Linked DNA regions of Mus musculus: region 2 is linked to region 1. Evidence: chromatin contacts called from public HiChIP or PLAC-seq data. All regions are on one chromosome and are shown on one strand. The core of a region is the stretch at or near the end of the contact, and the rest is flanking DNA. Distances in the headings are between cores, read along the strand shown. Region 1 overlaps Adipor1 (adiponectin receptor 1). Region 2 holds the start of Rabif (RAB interacting factor).

Region 1 (5,727 bases), core at 2,673-5,172:
TTGATGAGTACAATACTTTTTTTTTTTTTAAAGATTTATTTATTGATTATATGTAAGTACACTGTAGCTGTCTTCAGACACTCCAGAAGAGGGTGTCAGATCTTGTTACAGATGGTTGTGAGCCACCATGTGGTTGCTGGGATTTGAACTCCGGACCTTCAGAAGAGCAGTCGGGTGCTCTTACCCACTGAGCCATCACACCAGCCCAGAGTACAATACTTTTGTGTATAACAATTAGTAGCAACTAATACAATAGCAAGCATTTATCTTCCTACATGTTGATTCACCTAGAGTCTCAAGTTTTTAGTAAACGGAGCAATGCCATCGATTACCACAAGCTTTCAGATAGCTCTTTTTCTATTTTATATGTACGTGTTTGTGGTTGCTTTGCCCATACATGAGTCTATGCACTACTTGCATGCCTGGTGCCTTCGGAGGCCAGAAGAGGATATTGGACCCCTGGAATATAGATAGCTGTGAGCTGCCATGTGGGTACTAGGACTGGAACCCAGGTCCTATCAAGAGCAGCCAGTGCTTCTAACTCCTGAGCCACCCTTCTTTTTTTGCTTGTTTGGTTTTTTGTGTTTTTGTTGTTGTTTTTTTTTTTTTTTTTTTTTTGTTTTTTAAGATAGGGTTTCTCTGTGTAGCCCTGGCTGTCCTGGAACTCACTCTGTAGACCAGGCTGGCCTTGAACTCAGCAATCTGCTTTTTGCTGCAAAGTAGAGCAGACAGTCTCTGCCCCAGTTCTGTACAGGGTGGGAACAAGAACTCAGTCCTTTGTTACATACTCATGTGTCCCTGATGCTCCAGGCAGCTGCTCTTCTCGGTATAGACTTCTATCTGTTCAGGTGGTCAGACTTGTGGTTACTTCAGTCTTTTGTGATTTGATTAAGAATTTTGTACTTGTATACTGTGTACTTTGGTTCTATGTATTCCCTCCTCCATCTGCCTTCCCTGCCTGACCCCTTCCAACCTCGTGCTGCCCATGTACACAGGGTGTGGAGCCATCACTGAAGCAGGTCAGCCTCCCAGTGGCCACACCCCTCAGAGAAAGACGACTCACTTTGCCAGTGTCCGTCAGCTGTCAGTAGCTCCTCGGAGATGGAACCTTGTGAACCTCTCCCCCAGTCCATGCTGGAATTTTGACTGGCTTGATTCTGTGCAGGTTTTTTAATGATCTTTTTAAAAAATGAATTATTTATGTGTCTTATTGTGAGATCTTCTGGAGCTGGAGTTCCAGGCAGGTGTGAGTTGCCCAGCCTGGGTGCTGGGAAGTCTCTGGAAGAGCGGCAAACACCACAGCACCAAGCTGTCTCTTCATCTCTTTCTATGATCTTAATGGGAATCTACTCTTCTGGCTTTGGAGCCACACTAGGTCTTGGCTTGGGTCTATACCAAGTTGGCCATCAGATGATTTTTAACACATTTAAAAAAAAAAGATATTTATTTATTTATTTATTTATTTATTTATTTATTTTTGGTGTGCTTGTTGTCTGTTTTTTTTTCAAATTTTGTTATGTTTCAAGAAAGAGTCTTAGTACTGGCTGACCCAGAACTCAGTATGTAGACCAGGCTGGCCTGGAACTAAGTGAGATCCACCTTCCTCTGCCGCCTGAGTTCTGGGATTAGAGGAGTACACCACTATGCTAGCTCCCTGTTTCATTTATTTTATCTGTATATGTGTGAATCTGTGTCTGTCATATATGTTCAGGTACCCAGGGAGGTCAAAAGAGGTCCTAAATACTTTTAAACATGTATAGTTCATGAGAAAGCAGTTGCTTTTCGTAAGTACATCAGTTCCAGATCCACAGCAGTGCTTTCCTGTAGCTGCTTCCTGTTGACGGTCGTGTCTGCTCTGTTCAGGAGTGTTCCTGGGACTTGGCTTGAGTGGTGTTGTACCCACCATGCACTTTACTATCGCTGAGGGCTTTGTCAAGGCCACCACGGTGGGCCAGATGGGCTGGTTCTTCCTCATGGCTGTGATGTACATCACCGGCGCCGGCCTGTATGCTGCTCGGATTCCTGAGCGCTTCTTCCCTGGAAAATTTGACATCTGGGTAAGAAATGACTCTTAGCGGGGCCTGTGATGGTGAGTGACTGGCCCGGGTCAGAGCTCTGAGTAGGTGGTGAGAGAGTTGGGTCATGAAGTATTTAAGTGTACATTGTGTCTGAAGGAAGAGGATGGGCAAGATCAGCCCTGGTGTCAGAGTTTCTTATAATGCTCTAGAACAAGTATCATTTTTATGACGTAAACAGTTTTTATGGAGAAAGCAGAAGAGGCAAATGTTTCCTCCAACTCCTCTGTCCTAAAGGTGGGTCTCTGTTTGTTCCCACAGTTCCAGTCTCATCAGATTTTCCACGTCCTGGTGGTGGCAGCAGCTTTCGTCCACTTCTATGGTGTGTCCAACCTTCAGGAATTCCGTTATGGCCTAGAAGGTGGCTGTACCGACGACTCCCTTCTCTGAGCCTCCCCACCTGAGGGGTGGAGGAGGGACTTCCCAAGTGCTTTTAAAAATAACTTCTTTGCTGAAGTATGAGGAAGAGTCTGAGTTGTCTGTTTCTAGAAGAAATCTCTTAGAGAAGTCAGTACCAGTGACATGTCAGCTCACTGTCCCAGCCTCCGTCCGGGCAGTACACTTCCCATGTGCATTCCCGGCAGTCACCTCGGCAAGGCAACTGCTGCTCCTTCACAGATAGGACGTGGGAGCTCATGTTGAGATTTTACCCATTCCTCCAGCCATTTTGGGAAAAAAAAAATTATGAACTGGGATTCTTCAGAAATTATGTTTTGTTTTTTCTTGAAGAAAATATCCCCCCCTTACCCCCGTCCTTACTTTGTAACCTGGCTGATAACGGGCCATCCATTTTTGTAGCACACTTTTCAGAAACAATTATAACCTGGTCCCATCTTTCTAGGACAAACAAAGCCACGCCTTGATGTAGCCCGGCTAATCATGGAAGTACGTCCAGGCTTCAAATAACTTGAGTTTAAATCCTTTTTTTTTTTTTTCTTGGCAGAGTAATGTAAAATTAAAATGGGGAAGATATTTAATATTTAATACTAAGCTTTAAAAAGAAACCTGCTATCACTGCTATGTATCTTGATGCAAAGACTATGGTGATAATAAAAGAAAGTATAGACAACGCTTGGCATTCAAAGAGTTAACTGTGTTGTCTCCACTGTTTGCACACAACTCCTGAGGCTCGAGGTTTCTGAGGACTCAGCTTCTACTGAGATACAAATCGGAATCATACCAGCAGTGAGACGGGTGTGGTCAGCGAATGAGCATAACTCAGTTCCTAACCTCTCATCTCTAATACAACTTAGTACCATACAGACTCCTGATTAGTGTCCCTCAGATGGTAGAGTGTGTGCCTAGCACCCACAAAGCCCTGGGTTTCGTCACCATTATCAGATAAACCAGGAATGGTAGGTCATGCCTATAACACCAATACCAAGGAGATTGGTATATACATGAGACTGTCTCAGAAAGGAAAATCACTGTGTTACCATAGTATTTTTGGTTTTTCGAGACATGGTCTCTGTGTAGCATTGGCTGTCTTAGAACTGACCCTGTAGACCAGGCTGGCCTCAAACTCTCAGAGATCCCCCTGCATCCACCTCCCAAGTGTTGGGATTAAAGGCATGTGGCACCACTGCCTAGTATAGACTATGAGAGTCTCCAGTGTTGAGGCATACCCTAGAACTTAGTTTTAGTAACACTACCTTGTTGGTGCTAGAGAATCATTCAGTTACTGCTCGCTGGAGAGAAACCAGGGAAGGCGGCATGTGATTGTGCTCTCAGAGCTGAGGGCTCAGGCAGGTAGATCACTGCTCCCTACGCAGCAAACCTGCATAGTTGACTAGTTTCAGGGAATCGGACAGTGCTTCCAGAACAATTCTTGAGTGTAACCTCCCCTCCTCGGCCTGAAATCTGGCTGATCAGGTTTGACTGTTAGTGCTAGGAGAGCATCAGGGGTGGAGCCTGCCACCCTATCGGTCTGCCACTCCCACTGCTACTGCCTGCCTTCTAGCGGTTCCGGAGCCGACTTGAGGTCACCTGAAACTGGACTCCAAGGATGATTTGGCTGGAATGGGCCCCTCCCCCTTCTTCATAACCCAGTGTCTCTGAATAGTAAAATTGAACCTTGATCAAACTGATGTCTTGGTTCCATTCTTTCCCGCGCCGCCTAGTTCCCTCTTCTCTTCCAGATTCCAAGATGCCTTCCAGGCTAGAACCCAGACATGTGGGCCACTGGCCGGCCTCAACACTTGAGGGTATTGGCCTGAATGTCTGTACTCCTTCATATACACCCACCCACCTACCTGCAGAAGCCCACCTTGTTTACTGTGATTGTCTCACCAAAGAGTAACTTACTATTTCGTGCCTTTGTGAATTATACTGAACCTGATTAAGAGGTTCAATTCATTGGGTAGTGTAAGCTGGTAGTGACTCAGCACATAAGGGGGGGGAGGGGGGGAGCCAGGAATCACACAGTGTAACTGTATAACACTATGTACAAAGTTTCAACTGAGGACAAGTGATCCTTTGAAGAAACAATTTAGCCCAGCATGGTGATACACGCCTTTAATAGCAGCCGAGCCAGAAGCAGAAAAGTCTGTGAGTTCTAGGACAGCTAAGATTACACGGACCCTGTCTCCAAAACAAAAACAGAAACAGTTCACCTAGGCCAAGAAACAAAATGTTTCTTAGTCTCAAGTGATAACCCAGGGAATAGAAATTAAAAGCAAAGGGGCAAAGGAGGGTGTGGCGGTGCATGCGTCTCACCTCCGCTCCACCAGGGCCAACACTGTGATCTGGTCTCAAGTGAAGAAGACAGAAAAGAAGAAACCGTTTCCCTCCAAGTGCATAGCATAGTTAGAGTCAGGCCTCACACTGGATGTGAACCAGGGATGGTCTTGAACTCTTGGTTCTCCTGCCTCTACCTCCTTAATCCTGGGATTACAGGCATTCACCACACCCTCTAAAAATCACACCCTATCCCAGGTGTAAGTCTCCTCTTCATCTGTCATTTATAGTCTATGAAATACATTTATTTGCTATTTGTAATATTTGAAATTATCATTATTTTCAGGACAGGGTTTCTCTGTGTACTCCTGACTCTCCTGGACTCACTTTGTAGACCAGGTTGGCCTTGAACTCGCAGAGATCCAAGTGCTGGGATTACAGGCATGCACCACCATGCCCGGCTTAATATTTTAGTCTTCTGGTCAGTTGGATTCTATAACCACAACCTCATGGGGAGTAGCCAGTTCTCATCTTAGGGAACAGCCTTTCGTGTACAGATAATTATGACAAGTGATTTCATTTGCTTATTTTACTATGATCAGATACTAGTTGGGGGAAGCAAATTTCCAGTCATTACAGAAGAAATTAGAATTGTAGTTCTAAATTTTACCCAACAAAATTATCCTTTCTCCATGTACTAAATAGTAGCGACAGAGATACAAATAGGAAACCAGAGTTGTGAGAAGTCAGGATTCTATAGATTTTGTGAACATAACATTCTATTGTCAGAGAAGAAAAGGAGGCTCCAATCTACTCTTTCATCTACTTCCCATAACACAGGTATTGTTTAGTATTTTTGTTTTCAATTCTTGTTAACTGTACTATGGGACCCCTGAGGATTCATTTCATCAGAAAACATGGGCCTTTAAAGTCTTTCAGATCATGTGTTTGTCAGGGTTGGTTAGAGTCACAGAAC
Region 2 (5,905 bases), core at 191-2,690, 62 kb after region 1:
CTTGTACTGTAAAGTTCAGTTTCCTTAACATGCATCAGATCCGTGGTGTTGAGGGGGCATATTCTACCATTCCGATCTCATTAGTACAGTCTCTCTCTACGCAGAAATATGCTTTAGTCGCTGGTTTACAAACCATTCTTAAGTTTGATCCCTTTTTTTGTTTGTTTGGTTTTTGTTTTTGTTTTTTTCAAGACAGGGTTTCTCTGTGTAGCCCTGGCTGTCCTGGAACTAACTCTGTAGACCAGGCTGGCCTCGAACTCAGAAATTTGCCTGCCTCTGCCTCCCAAGTGCTGGGATTAAAGGCTGTGCCACCATTGCCCAGCTTTAAATTTGATCCTTTTCTAGTGTACCCTGTGTCTAAAATCTTTCATTCCTGACAACCAAATGGTTAATTAAAATGATACCTACGGGGCCTGGAGAGATGAGTCATGGTTGAGTGCCAGCTGATGACTGTTCTTTCAGAGGATCTGGGCTGGGTTCCTGGCACCCATGTGGAAGGTTACAACAGTCAGTAACTCCAGTTCCAGACATCTTGTGCCCTCTTCTGGTCTCCACAGGCGCAAACACAATGCACTTACATGTAAGCCAAACACTTATAAAAAATATCTTTAAATAAATAAGTGGGTGTGCAGTGGTTGTGCATGCCTTTAATCCCAGCTAAGGTGGCCAGATCTGTCTGAGAACAACCAGGGCTACACAGAGCAACCCTGCCTTGAAAAACAAATACAGAGATAAAAGACCCAACATCCTAGACAGCTGTTTCCTAATCCATTTCTGAAATTGTTCTATTATATTTGAGTCTATGACCTTCTCAGGTTACTATTCTCACATACACAATGTCCATCATCATGTAATGTGGGACTAACAGGGGAGCAAGACTGCATTCTAGAACAGTAAGGTGGCTTAATTCCCTCGTTCTGATGTCCTATACACATTGCAAACCTTAGCCTTCTTCCTGTATTATGCCCGAGGGCATACCCTCTAAGGAAATGACGTTTTCAAAATTACTATAAGCAACGCTTTGCTACCTAATAAATGGCCACTATTAGTCTAGGCTTAATATTATCACACTTTTCGCAACACTAAATGTACTAAGCATTATACATACTTCTTACATAGAAAGCAATTGTTTTGTATCTAAATCTTGCTGAGGTGTGACCTGACCCGAATTATCGCCATCTACTCATGAGGCAAGGGAAATATCCCAAGAGTTAGTGGTAAGGCTAGCCATAGTGATTTGCTTAGGCCAATATTAAGGGCGCCTGGGAGACCAGGTATAGTGAAAAAGGATTGTCACAAGTAACTCCTGACACTTCCGTCCGGCAATAGAGAAAGGCGCCTGCGCAATAGAGTTCAGACGCCTGCGCAGAGGTACAGCGAGAGGCACGGGCGGGGCGCCCCCAGGGACCTGCGCCAGCGTAGTTCCGGGTGAGCCAGCTCAGATCGCGCGTGCGCCGTTGTGGCTGATGGTGTGGCGGCACGGCGATGGAACCCTGCGAGCTGCAGAACGAGCTCGTGTCAGCCGAGGGCCGGAACCGGAAGGCGGTGCTGTGCCAGCGTTGTGGCTCTCGGGTGCTGCAGCCAGGGACTGCTCTTTTCTCTCGCCGGCAGGTAGGAAAGTGCTTGATGCTGCTTAGAGTCGCGCTGTCCTGAGCGACCCAGCGGCTCCGGGTTGCTCCTGGTTCCCAGGTTTCCGGAGACCGCGCCCTTCCTTGCGCGTCTTTGCCCCTCCCCGCGTCGTGAGGCCCCGCCCACTGGCTTGGTTGGGGACTGGGACCCTCGTGTCGAGGCACAGTTGCCTGGTCCCCTAAACTGTTCTCTCTCGCAGAGTACTCCCTCAGAGGGTGTGCCTGTCCTAGGCGGCCCACCCGCCCCCAGGCTTTGGGTATCCTGCGCGAGCTAAGGGACGAACCCTAGCCCCCTGTTTCCTGGAGCTCTGGCTAACCTGCTGTACCCCGCAGGTGTATCTCCAGCCACCACTCGGTGTCGCCCCAGGGCACCTAAGAATCACTGGATTTCCTTCCCACCATAGCTTTTATCCATCTTTCAGTCCCTACTTGTCTCATTTGCTTCTCCCCAGAGGAGCTCCAGGATCAAGTTTGGTGGAGAGAATTCACACCGAGTGACTGCTAGTACCCAACTTTTCTAAGTCCCCCGAGATACAATTCCCAGGACGAGGCATTTCGAATAGATTTCGAAGGTTAACCATTCTTTTCTTGCAGTTAGGACTTTTTCATGTAGGATTTTGTGTGTGTGTGTGTGTGTGTGTGTGTGTGAAAGGTTTATAAAGTTAAATTTTAATTAAAGTGAAAGAGAAAGCACACTCCTGATGATAAGAGGTAATCTGGAATCTGAATCCTAAGGGTCCCCCACCCCCGTGTGTGTGTGTGTGTGTGTGTGTGTGTGTGTGTGTGTGTGTGTGTGTGTATGTGTGTTTAAGTTGTTTGTTTGTTTGACAGGGTCTCCCTATGTAGCCTTGGCTGGCTTGGAACTTGCTCTGTAGACCCAGCTGGCCTCTAACTTAAGAGGTCCACCTGGACTCCCCACTGCTAGGGATTAAAGGTATGAGCCGCGTATGGTAGGGTTTTAAAATAAGTGTCTTAAACCACCATCACCCCAATGAGAAAACTGAAAGAAAAAAAAAGTTTCTGAGCCCTTTTTTTTAAGTGTAACATGCGATCCTATTGGATAGTACAAACTAAATTGCTTTCAGACCCTCATTATAAATGGTTTGTAAGAAGCCACTGTTCTTTCAAGTGGTGGAGAGTCACATACAGCAGTGTCTGCTGCAAGAGCGTGTTCTGATGGCCTTGTCTGTGGAGTGGGTGGAAGTCCGTTTTAATAAGAACTACTCGGACAGGTAGTAGAGTTCTCCACTTATTTTGTAAAGTTAGTGGCCTTGCGGAGGGATGGAGCTGAGCCAGGGAACTGGATCCTGACCTGCGCACTTATTAACACCGGAAGAGCTGTTGAACCTCCATGACCTTGCGCTTGCTCCTTCTGACCAAGTTGATGAATAGGGAGATTTGGCACTGTGAGCACAGTGCCTCCTATATGGGACAGTTCTTGTTCTCGAATGGCAGCTTGCCTGCTTGTGTAAATTGACAGAAACTTAAATGTTCCCGAATGGCATGTGGTGGCCTGCGCCTATCTTAGCACTTAGGGCTGGCTACCCAGTGAGATCAAAGCTAAAAGGGGTACATAATGAGACCCTGTCTGTGAACTGAGTAACTCTTTTTTAAAAAGTCAAGACATTTCTTAAAAGAAATTTTGTAGTAGTCAGGTGTGATGGTGCACACCTTTAATCCCAGCACTCTGTGGGGTAGGCGAGCTCAGTGAGTTAGAGGCCATCCTGGTCGACATAGTAAGTTCCAGGTCAGCCAAGACTATTACACAGAGACAAACTTATCTCAAAAGACCAAAAAGAAGAAAGAAAGAAAAAAAAAGATAGTTTATAGTTACAGTTTTTGTGTCATGTGTTTTAAATAGATGTTTCATAGGAGGGAACCTGTAAGCAAATTAAACTGTATATTACAAATCATATTTTGTTTCTCAACAGAGTACCTTTACAGAGAACAAACCATTTGGAACACACATTTTTAAAACTGAATCCCTATGAAGTGTCAACATGGCTCTTTAGTCGTTCCCTGGACTGTTGAGAAATTACTGTGAGGCCAGTCTAGGCAAGCTGACACTCCGCCCTCTTAGGGATGACCTTCCAGGAGGCAGGAGGAAAGTGTCTGAGCAGTCTGGTTCTCTCTGTAGGCTGACCTCAATATAGGAAAAAATTAAAAACAAAGAGAAGATGCGAAGATGCCCTTCCAGGCCTAGAGAGTTGGCTCACTGGTTAAGAGTTCTTGAAGCACATGTCAGGTGTCTCACAGTTCTTTGTTGCTCCAGTTAGTTGGATCTAGGGGATCCAGCATCTTTTTCCACCCTCTGCAGGCACCAGACATGGGTATGATACACACATGCAGGCAAAGCGCTCATAAAGTAAAAATAAATAAATCTTTAAGATTATAAAAGCAGTTCTTGCCAGGCGGTGGAGGTGCACGCCTTTGATCCCAGCAGTTGGGAGGCAGAGGCAGGCGGATTTCTGAGTTTGAGGCCGGCCTGGTCTACAGAGTGAGTTCCAGGACAGCCAGGGCTACACAGAGAAACCCTGTCTCAAAAAAAACCAAACTTTAAAAAAAAAAAAAAAAAAAGCAGTCCTTTCACCATTTAAGAGAACCTGGAGAGAGACAGGGCATGAAGAGGTCTCCTTAGAGGTGGCCCATAGCATTTTCACCTGTAAGGTAGTCTAGTGTAGTCTGCATGGCAAAGCTCTGAAAACCATCCCAGCATCGACATGATGCAGGACCTGGTGATAACTCTGCCGTGCATTTCATAGTCTAAGGCAGTATGTTTTCCACCTGGGAGTAAGTTTTTCCCCAAAGGGAAAAGTCTAGAGACAAACACAGATATTTTCCATGGTAAGAATTGGGAAGGGGTATTACTGACTTCAGTAGGCTGCTGTCTTGTGTCATGTGAGGCTACCCCTCAGAGCTAAGAATTCTTTGGCCCAATTTTTCAGAAAGTCAAAGTTCCAGAAACCCTAGACCCTACATTGCAAATATCTGGCACCTCTGCTACCTCAGTTGACCTCTTGGTACCTTTTGCTACTTACACCACTAGACTCTGAGGGCCTGTGTCCTATCCACGTGTGTATCTTCTATACCCAGGCTGTGTGCATAGTGAGAACTTAGGAAATAATTTGGTCTTCATAAAAGCTATTAGTCTGGGGTGAATAACGGATTATTATTGATATACTGGATCAGAATTTTGTGGTTTTACCCTCCCCTCCCCCCTTTCTAAAGTCAGAGTCTTATAAAGCCACGCCAGCCTTGAGTTCTCTGTGCGACCAAGGACGGTCTTGAACTTAACAATCCTTCTGGCTTACAGGCATGGACCACTGCCCCAGTATGTTCTCCTGGGTATTGCACTTATGATAGACTTTATGCCTGCTTGACAAGAACTTTGCCAATTGAGCCACATCCCTGGTTCAGTTTGATTGGCACCTTTACTCCTGTTTGCAGCAGACAATCTGGGTTGTTTTTTTTTTTTCAGTCATAGAATCGGTTCCCCATAGAAAATATTCATACCATACTCTCTCTCAGGACCAATTTCTTTTGTTTGTTTGTTTTTTCGAGACAGGGTTTCTCTGTATAGCCCTGGCTGTCCTGGAACTCACTTTGTAGACCAGGCTAGCCTCGAACTCAGAAATCCGCCTGCCTCTGCCTCCCGAGTGCTGGGATTAAAGGCGTGCGCCACCATGCCCGGCTCAGAACCAATTTCTGTCCTACTTCAGTTCCTGTGATTTGATAAAGGCTGGACCAGAAGCGCTTGGAGAGGAGAGGGTTCGTTTGGTTACCTGTCCATTAACTGAGGGAAGCCAAGACAGAAACTCAAGCAGAGCAGGGACCTGAAACAGACCATGGAGGAACGGTGCTTGCTGGCACTCCTACCACCCAAGCTCCCACAGAGCAGCCCTCCATGCTCTGAGCACTCAGTGGCTTTCCCAGCCCAACATTCCAAACACTTCCACAGTTCTCCTCAAAACATGGTGATCACAGCAATAGCCCACCCTCTGCTACTGACTTCTGTTTTAGTTTGATTTCTGTGGCTGTGGTAAACACAGCCAAAAGCCTTAGGAGGGAAATGTTCATTGTATCTTAGCTTACAGTTCATTATGAGGGGAAGTCATGGCAGGAGCCAGGAGTCAGGACCCTGGAGGTGGGGCTATAGAGGAGAGCTGCTCTGCTGGACCGTGGAGGTGAGGCTGTTTTATTCCCCCCCCCCCCCCGCCATTGTTTGCTCAGCCTGCTTTTTATATAGTCCAGGACCATCTGCCTAGGGGGACACTACT

Evidence for each region. HiChIP or PLAC-seq counts read pairs in DNA pulled down with a chosen protein or histone mark.
Region 2: an H3K27ac HiChIP or PLAC-seq map of embryonic stem cells shows a contact between it and region 1, with 17 read pairs. The contact joins the promoter of Rabif here to the enhancer-like site in region 1. A contact is called at or near these places in 17 of 39 promoter capture datasets (the 3T3-L1 cell line, 3T3-L1-derived adipocytes, the C10 cell line and 12 more), 3 of 484 Hi-C or Micro-C datasets (embryonic stem cells, peritoneal macrophages and trophoblast stem cells), 6 of 115 datasets of contacts at active chromatin or transcription factors (the 230-238 cell line, the HPC-7 cell line, bone marrow-derived dendritic cells and 1 more) and 3 of 9 other capture datasets (adipose tissue, liver and pancreatic islet).

What each region holds. Positions count from the first base shown.
Region 1 is chr1:134,429,194-134,434,920 of GRCm38.p6, forward strand. Adipor1 (adiponectin receptor 1) reads left to right here. Exons shown (of 8, transcript NM_028320.4): 7 at 1,864-2,057; 8 at 2,337-4,158. The coding sequence ends at 2,465. Among named protein-coding and RNA genes, the nearest start is that of Adipor1, 17 kb to the left of the region's middle. Within about 2 kb of position 3,923, at least 16 of the 459 cell types and tissues checked have an H3K27ac peak or open chromatin away from gene starts, as enhancers often do. A contact at or near this core is called in embryonic stem cells, where this site is marked.
Region 2 is chr1:134,493,199-134,499,103 of GRCm38.p6, forward strand. It overlaps Rabif (RAB interacting factor), which reads left to right and starts at 1,441. Exons shown (of 2, transcript NM_145510.2): 1 at 1,441-1,611. The coding sequence starts at 1,486.